2 separate regions of the Mus musculus genome follow, and region 2 is linked to region 1. The links are chromatin contacts, called in public HiChIP or PLAC-seq maps. All regions are on one chromosome and are shown on one strand. Each heading gives the region's core, a stretch centred on a gene start, on an enhancer-like site or on the middle of the called end of the contact. The rest is flanking DNA. Distances are from core to core; before and after follow the strand shown.

Evidence for each region. HiChIP or PLAC-seq counts read pairs in DNA pulled down with a chosen protein or histone mark.
Region 2: a FOXA1 HiChIP or PLAC-seq map of pancreatic cancer cells shows a contact between it and region 1. The contact joins two enhancer-like sites. A contact is called at or near these places in 6 of 39 promoter capture datasets (embryonic stem cells, epiblast stem cells, hippocampal neurons and 3 more), 1 of 15 datasets of contacts at CTCF or cohesin (embryonic stem cells), 5 of 484 Hi-C or Micro-C datasets (B cells, effector CD8 T cells, embryonic stem cells and 1 more), 7 of 115 datasets of contacts at active chromatin or transcription factors (effector CD8 T cells, embryonic stem cells, extraembryonic endoderm stem cells and 1 more) and 3 of 9 other capture datasets (adipose tissue, embryonic stem cells and liver).

Annotation. Positions count from the first base shown.
Region 1 is chr2:119,298,569-119,302,725 of GRCm38.p6, forward strand. No RefSeq gene overlaps it. Among named protein-coding and RNA genes, the nearest start is that of Vps18, 12 kb to the left of the region's middle. Within about 2 kb of position 1,778, at least 144 of the 459 cell types and tissues checked have an H3K27ac peak or open chromatin away from gene starts, as enhancers often do. A contact at or near this core is called in pancreatic cancer cells, where this site is marked.
Region 2 is chr2:119,551,244-119,555,356 of GRCm38.p6, forward strand. All of the region lies in intron 1 of Chp1 (calcineurin-like EF hand protein 1), which reads left to right. Among named protein-coding and RNA genes, the nearest start is that of Chp1, 5.6 kb to the left of the region's middle. Within about 2 kb of position 1,393, at least 18 of the 459 cell types and tissues checked have an H3K27ac peak or open chromatin away from gene starts, as enhancers often do. A contact at or near this core is called in pancreatic cancer cells, where this site is marked.

The sequences.
Region 1 (4,157 bases), core at 528-3,027:
CTAGGTCTTACTAATGCTTCTTCGGCCATTTCCTTCCTAGTGGTTGCAAGAATTTTCTAGAAGTGCCTGATGCCTGGTCAGGTTCTAGGCCCTTAATTCTTTCTCCAAGTGTTTTTTATGAGCGTATGTTACATATAACAGGGGTGCCTTGAGTCACACTCACCTACTTTCCATGTCTCCCACTAGTTCTCCTCCCCCTCTGCCTCTTCCTCCTCCTCCTCTTCCTCGCTAGTCTTCCTCACTTCCTCTATTACATCTGTATTGTGTGAGGGGAGCATACATGCTGAGTTCCAGTGCCTGGAATGTAGGCTGCCAACCACCACCTTTCCTTCTGCTCTTCCTGCCACTTCTGTAGTCTTCCCTGGGCCTTGAGGAGGTGTGGCCTGACTCTCATTTATAGCTGTAAGTCCCTCATTCTCTCCAGTGGCTCTCACACATTCTGGATTTTGCTTGCCCTTCCGAAAGACTGGATCCCCTGCCAGGCTGGGCCTGGCTTTGCTGTAGGCACTGTGGAGCTCTGTGGCACTTGACCTGTTTTCTCCTTACCTTGCTCCTGTGACTTTGCCTGTCCTCACCCCGAGACAACACTTTCTTAGTTTTAGTTGGGACCAGAAGCTACATCCTGGGACATCCTGGAGTCAGGTCTTTCAGGGACAGCCTTTGCCCTCTGGACAGGTGTTCACAGTGCATTGTCTGACTGGATTGATATGAATTAATCAGCTGGCCCAGGATGTAAGAACGTGAGTGAGTGTTCCTGTCCCTAAGCAGGCGGCCAGCTGACCTAGCTTATAAAATGACCCTTTTCTCCTCCAATGTAATCCTGTGTCAGAATTGTCTCTGGTTCTAACTGTATCTGGCCCCCTAGAGCAGTAAGGTCTCCCATGGTCTCTGCCAGCCCAGAGGGCTAAGCTACCTACACAATGACTCACAAAGATCCTGTCTTCTAGATGCAAGGATAGCAGGTGCGGGGAGGCACCCTCTGTCTAGTAGGTATCCTAATCCTATTCTCTCAAGGAAGATTTGGGAGAAATTTCTTCTCCATGTGGCTCCAGACCCCTTCACACTTATAGATAATAGGAGCACCGTGGTCAACGTGGTTTTAAGTAGAAAGCCTTGGTCTCCCACCAAACTGATTGCTTGCTTGTGGTTTAGATAAAACAGCTTGGAACTGCTGTCTTCGTACATAATGGGGCCTAATACATGTTAGTTAAACAAACACTGCCCTATTGCTCCCTTCTCCCGGAGGGTTTTGCTCAAGCGGCCTGGGACGCCCCTGCCCCTTCTGTCTTATACTAAACAGCCCATCTGGTCTTAGGCTGCTTCCTCTTTCCTGGGAAAAGGCCCCAGCCTTCCCTGGCACTGATAGAATGGGGTTCCGGTGAGTCAGGGCAACGGGAAGCCACAGCTCTTAGATCCCTGGAAACCAAGCAAAACTTGGAATAGAGAGCAGAGAGAAGGCCCTTGGGGCTCTGGCCCTAAGCCTGGGGAGGGGCCAAAGAAGGAGGGGGAGGGAACAGTTGTGTAGGCAGGGGCCAAGATGAATGAGCTGCCTCTGGAGCCTGGAAATAGGAGGTCACTGGAAATAGGAGGAGTGGCCACAGGCAGTGACGCTGAGACCAGGGCAGGAGGCCTGTAAACAAGGAAGCCACCTGGGGGAGATCGAGGGCGGCCGCTGGTCCTGGGGAGCAGGTGCTTCCTGAGGCCCGCCCTTGACAGGGCCCTAGGGGCCGCCTCACCAGTTGTCAGTTGTCCTTAGGCACTAGGGGGCGCTGTGGACTGGCGTCCACACAGAACTGCTCTCAAGCAGCGCTTCTAAGGGGTGTGGCCAACGGAGGGTGTGCCCAGCCAGAGCCCTAAAGCCACCCCCACCCTCCCACCCGAGCTGCCCTCCCTACTGTCCCCAAAGTGTACTGGCCAAGGGCACCAGCCCAGACACTAAAGGAGCAGGGCTCAGCCTGGGTGTGAGCTTATTTCTCCGTGGATACCAATTCTCTGGTTCCTGCCCCTCCTCTCTAAGGCTCAGGTCTCAGGCCAGAGCCTGGCACCAACTCTGTTGGTTGGGAGGGGGCTCAGAAGCCACCAAGCTCCTGGCTGCCCTTGGCGCTGCTCCCCCATCCTCTGGCGCCAGGGAAACAAAAGATTAGGGGCCCAGAGGGACTTATCTGGCCCCACCACCACTGGGTGGGGGGAGGGGGCAAGAGGGGGCACACCTCTCCTCTCCTCCAGCACTACTGATTCTTCGAGACACTTTCACAGGCGGAAATTCCCAGAGGTCAGAGGAGGGAAACGGTTAATTCCTTTTATTCAATGGCCCCCCTCTCCACACCACCCCCTAGCTTCCTCCCTCCACTTCCCGCCCCCCCCTGTGTGAACAGGAAGTGGAGAGGAAAAGGCTCTGAGCAGAGCAGCTGGGAGCAGGAGGCAGGGAGGGAGTGGGCAGCAGGCCCGGTGCCAGCCCTCCCCTCATGGTTGTTTGTTGGAGGGGGGAACACTGTGGCTGTGTATAGAACCTGAAATCTCGATTGGCAAGGGGCACCTGAACTAGGGCAAAGCCCAGCCTCCAAGCCCCTGCCCTCCAACCTGTTGTCAGGCCAGAGACTGGTGTCCTGCCAGTGCAAGCCACCCTTTGCCCAAACCCTGGCTGCCTTGGCCACTGTATCTTACCCATGCTGCTGGGCTGGTTACCTCAAGGCTGGAGGGCAGCAAGCAATTGTACAGCCTCCAATCCTGGCACAGGGCTCCACCAACTCAGCCCCTTGGCCCTGCCAGTCCTTTGAAGCTCAGTCAAAGCTTCCTGTTTGGGGCAGGCGATGCCAAGGCCCCTCCCCCACCATTGTTCTGTAGAGACCATAGGTCCATCTGTTGCCCCCATGGTGGGGCCCCTAGGCAGTACCACACGGGAGCAGAACCACAAAAGACCCTGCTGGCAGCTTTTCTCATTGGGAGCAAGACTGTCCCCACAGCAGGTTGAGGATAAACAGCCTTCGGAAGCAGGCCCTAGAGGGGCTGTGGGATAGGAGGATGCCAGTGAGTAGCTCTGGAGCATGGTGGGCATCTCCTGCCCTCTGCTTCCTCCTACACCTGCGCGTGGAGAGGAGGAGGTGTGAGCCGCCAGGAAAGGGTCAACATTTTCCTGCCCAGATTTCAAATGGGAAAACTGACTGATGGAGGGGGCAGCCTTTGATGGAAGAGATGCCTCATGGCTGGTGGCTTCCTCTCCCTGAATAGCGTAGCCTTTGCTCAGTTCTTGCCTTGAAGTGATCCTTGAGGCAAGCAGCCAGTACCCATTCCCAGAAATCACAGAATGTTAAACGACCCCAGGTTGGTGGCCAGCAACTGATGCCCACTGAGACCAAGCCAAGGCAGGAAAAGGGAAAAGGTCCTGATTTGGCTCTCAGGACAGTGGGTACTGTTCCTGGTTCCCAGGCTGCTGTGGCCAAATGTGCTTCCCAGACACATAGCAGGTGCCACATTGTCTCTGCATCTCCCTCTTGCTCCTAACTCCCTACCATGGGCTAATTTCACATTGTAGGCTGTTTTCCCCCTCACTTCTCCATAGGAGTTAAAACTCTAAGGTCTACCCCACATCTCTCATCATATCCCCAACTCAGAACTCATCCTGCTCCTGCCTCTCAGAAGCGGCCAGAGCCCTGGAACCTTAGCTAGTGATGTGGAAACTCACCCTCAAAGGGTTTCTGTTCTCTTCTTCCACCATGTGTTCCCGGGGATCAAACCCAGGTTGTCAGATTTGGTACCCAGCACTTTTATCCACTGACCCTCATACTCGGCTTCCATCAGCAGCCAAGGAGGCTTGAGCTGAGGGCTAGGGAGGTGATCCAGAAAGAATAGGTAGAAACCTTTCCCCTGGGTTTATCAGCCTAACCACACCCTGAATACAGTTCTTTTCTCCTGCAAGAGGAGACTATAACTGACCTTCAACAGCCAATAGAAAGCTTCACTGAGTGCAGCAGAGCCTGGTTGGTACCTGAGCAGTCCAGGTGCCCCTTTTCTCGAGGCCCATAGCAACTTTTTTTTTTAAGATTTATTTATTTTTTCATGTATGTGAGTACACTGTCACTGTCTTCAGACACCAGAAGAGGACATCGGATCCCATTACAGATGGTTGTGAGCCATCATGTAGTTGCTGGGAATTGAAC
Region 2 (4,113 bases), core at 143-2,642, 250 kb after region 1:
TTAAATAACGTGTGTGGGGTGAGCCTGCCCCTTCATGTCTTCACGTGAGTGGATGTTAAAGGGAGACTTGATGGAGTTGACTCTGGTCTACCTTTGATCCTGGGATTGAACTCAGGTTGTCAAGCTTGTGAAGCAAGCACCTCTACTCAGAGGCCAAACTAGGATTATTTTGAACCATAGATAGAATCATCTTTGCATATGCTAGAAATAAAAACTGTTTAGATCCTGTCTATGGCTATATAACTAGAGGTGGAGGCATTTTATACAGTGCTTCTTTTCAGTGTACCTTAGGAATCAAACACTAATATTATTTTGTCAATCCTAAGGAAGTAAAGCTAAAAGAAGATATAGCCTGATGTTGTTTTATTTATTTTTGAGGCTGCCTCACTCAAAGCAATCCCTTGCTTCAATTTTCTGAATGTTGGGCTAGCGGGTATATATCACCTTGCCTTGCTGAGGTTTCTCATCATTTAAGAAACACTTTGGGGAGCTAGTGGTGGCGCACGCCTTTAATCCTAGCACTCGGGAGGCAGAGGCAGGCAGATTTCTGAGTTCGAGGCCAGCCTGGTCTACAAAGTGAGTTCCAGGAAAGCCAGGGCTACACAGAGAAACCCTGTCTCGAAAAAACAAAAAAAACCAACCAAAGAAACACTTTGGGGGCCAGAAAGATGGCTCACCAGTTAAGAGGACCCAGTTTGATTCCAGGCACCCATATTGGGCTGGTAAAAAAGGACCACCTGTAAAGTAAGCTCTAGAGGATCTAATGCTGTGGTCTCCAGGGCACCCTCACTGAGTGCACAAACTCCTGCTACAGTTACAATGTAACTCCCCCCCCTACATACAGTTACAATGTAACTCCCACTACATACAGTTACAGTGCAAACAGAAATAAAGCCAGCTCTATAGGCAGAGGCAGGATCTCTGAGTTCCAGGCCAACTAGGGCTACATAGGAGACCCTGGCTTGAAAGAAAGGAAGGAAAGGAGAGAGGGAGGGAGGGAGAGAAGGAGGGAAGGGAGAGAAGGAGAGAGGGAGGGAAAGAAAAGAAAAGATATGAAACACTGTTATAAAATACCTACTATATTTAACCTTTGTTCTATCACCCTCTTTCACAATTCTACATTTTTATAAGTCAGCACATTTGAATAAAAGATGTAATTGGAGGGCGGTCATAGTATCTTAGGAATTTATGTCGTGACCCTTAGTACAATTAACCATAGGAATAGCCTTGCTGTGGATTGCCAAAACCCTTAACTTTGAGCAAAGGTTCATGCCAACTAAATAGTGGGGAATGAAGATTGGTTTATTTTTGGTTTCTGGTCTATGGTGTGTGTCATGTGGGTATGGGCAGGGTGTTGAACAGGTTTAGAAGAGTTGTACAGACCAGTGAGTGTTTGTTTGTTTGGAAGGGTGTAGTGATGATATGAAGGGTGTGCCTGAGGAAGGCAATTGCTTGAGAATAGTTTCTTGAAATTGAGCAGAGTGCTATTGCCTCCTCCGTCACCTTTCTGGCTGGCCTATGTCACGCCACAGTGTTGAGGGAGTCTGGAGTACAGAGGACCCTGCTGTCTTTTGTCTTGTGTCCTATTGAGTTGGAAATGGAGAGATAATATCTTTGCCAGACTTCAGAGAATTTGTAAAGTTCTATATCTAGTTTTCTCCCCAAAGTTCCAATTTCTTACTAGAAAGGGATGAGCCCTGTGTGTCAAGATAGAGAATGGAGCTCTGGAACTTACAAATGAGGAAGGGGTTCAGAACACAGACTTCTTGAAGTTACACAGAAAGTCACTGACCCTAGAAGCAGCTTCAGAGATATAAGCCAAGTCTTCCGAGTTTAAGCAGAAAAACATTACAAAATAGCAATGTATGTATTACACGCAATAAACACTATGATGGAAGCACACAAGCAGGGAGGATACCTTAGGTCTTATATAGCAAAAGCTAAACTTACTGTGATCTAACCTATTTTCATACCAGTTCCAGATATAGTAGCTTATTTTATGCCTTTAACTCCAGCACTAGGGAGGCTAAGACCAGAGGGTTCTGAGTTCAAGGCCAGACTAGACTGTATAGCAATATACTGTCATTTGCTGACCAGATGGCTCCCTGTGTAAAGGTGCTTGCCATCAAACCTGACGCCCAGAGTTTGAGTCCCAGGACCCACATAGAGGAATGAGAATTGACTCTGGTAAGTTGTCCTTTGACCTTTTGTGGGCTGTGGCACAAATACATGTGCACATGTGTCTACATATACACACATAACTGTTATTTTTTTAAATAAAAGGGGCTGGAGAGATGGCTCAGTTAAGAATGCTTGCCACTGTTAGAGAGGATCCAAGCTTAGTACTCTGTACCCACATGTCAGCGCACTGTTATCTGTAACTTTCTCTTTTGGTCTTTGTTGGCACTAAGCACACATGTGCTATATACATACATACACACATTCTGGCAAAACTCTTAAAGTAAAAATAAATATTAAAAATATACAATCTCAAACAACAATAACTAAACAAAGAGGAGTGACAATCACCAAGCAAAACAAACAAACAAAAAACCCAAAAGAATTCAACTTTCAAATATACAGGAAAGTTGATAGTAAATGAGCACTCGTGTTCATTCCTATCTAATACATGCATTGTTACAGTTTTGCCATGTTTGCTTTATTTATCTTTTTTGTTCATTAATCTATTTATTTTGTGCAAGTGATTGAACCTAGAATCTTGCTTTTATGTATGCTTTGAAAGGATTGCACCAATGAGCGCCACCTCCTGTTCTGCTTCTTTTTTTGGTGGGGATGGGGTTGGGGGCAGGGTCTTACTATGTAACCCTGGCTGACCTGGAACTCACTAGCCAAGCTGGTGTTGAACTCACAATATCAACTATTTGGAAGTTGTAGAAAATTTACTCTTACTTACTTTCGTGTGTTATGTAGGAAGAGGGAAACATGTAATGTGATCGCCACAGTGCTGCCGTCAGTAATATTCAGTTTACCCTCTTTTGAGAAGATCCATTTTGTTTGTGGTTTGGTTCGACTGTTCTGTTGTTGGGATGCTGTTGGAAGCCATTGCTTGAGCGTGCTCTGAAGCACTTGGCTGAGGGCTGTCCTCTGCTTGTTTTAGAAAACACAGTTTTTGATCTCTTTGAATTATTTTTTGTTTGTTTGTTTTGTTTTTGTTTTTCAAGATAGGGTTTCTCTGTACATCTCTAGCTGTCCTGGAACTTGCTCTTTAGACCAGGCTGACTTTGAACTCAGAGATCTACCTGTTGCTGCCTCCTGAGTTCTGGGATTAAAGGTGGCATGTGCCACCAATCACCTGATGGTGTCTGTTAATTCTTAAGAGGATAGGTTAGACCTTGAAGTTATTATGTTGGGAAAATGTCAGGGTATGAAACATAAGAAGTGCAGGCTCCACTCTGCAGTGTATCCCCAGAGCTGCTATTGCCTGCAGTTGTGCACTTTACCCAGCTTGTCTTGTTCATTAAGGTTAGGATAAAAGCCACGACAAAGTAACTTGGCCTATCTCCTTTAACTTTGCATGCTCCCCCGTCAGCCCACCTTGGCGGTTAGTACCTTCTTGAAATACCTTCCCATCCTGAGAAAGAGGCAGATTTGATTGACAGCTCTGAACTCAAGGTTAGCAGGATCTTTTCAGTCTTTCAGTATAAAATAAGTAGTTGTTCAGCAGAGTAGACTACAGCTTCATTCAAGACATGTCCCTATTCACAGTCTATTTTAAGGGAAACTGTTAACTCCTGAGATTTCCAAGAAAGTTACCAGTGTTAGATGCCTGGCTGGCTGGCTAGCTTTGTTCCTTCGGCGAGTTTGTTTTTACTGGAAGAATGTCCTGCCTTTATCCCTGGCAGTTCTAATACTTTTGTGTGTGTGGACTGTGTAGTTCCTTGAAAGGGTACATTGAAGCCCAGTGTGTAGGTCCATGTATATAATACTAATACTCTGGAGACTGAGGCAAGCTTACAAGAATGAGGCTAGCCTGTGCTGTAGAATGAGTTGAAAGCCAGCTCTAGACTTTGGTTCACTTTGGAGGTTGCTGTGGTCATCTATTAGTGTTTTTGTTTTTGTTTGATTTTTTCAAGACAGGGTTTCTCTGTGTAG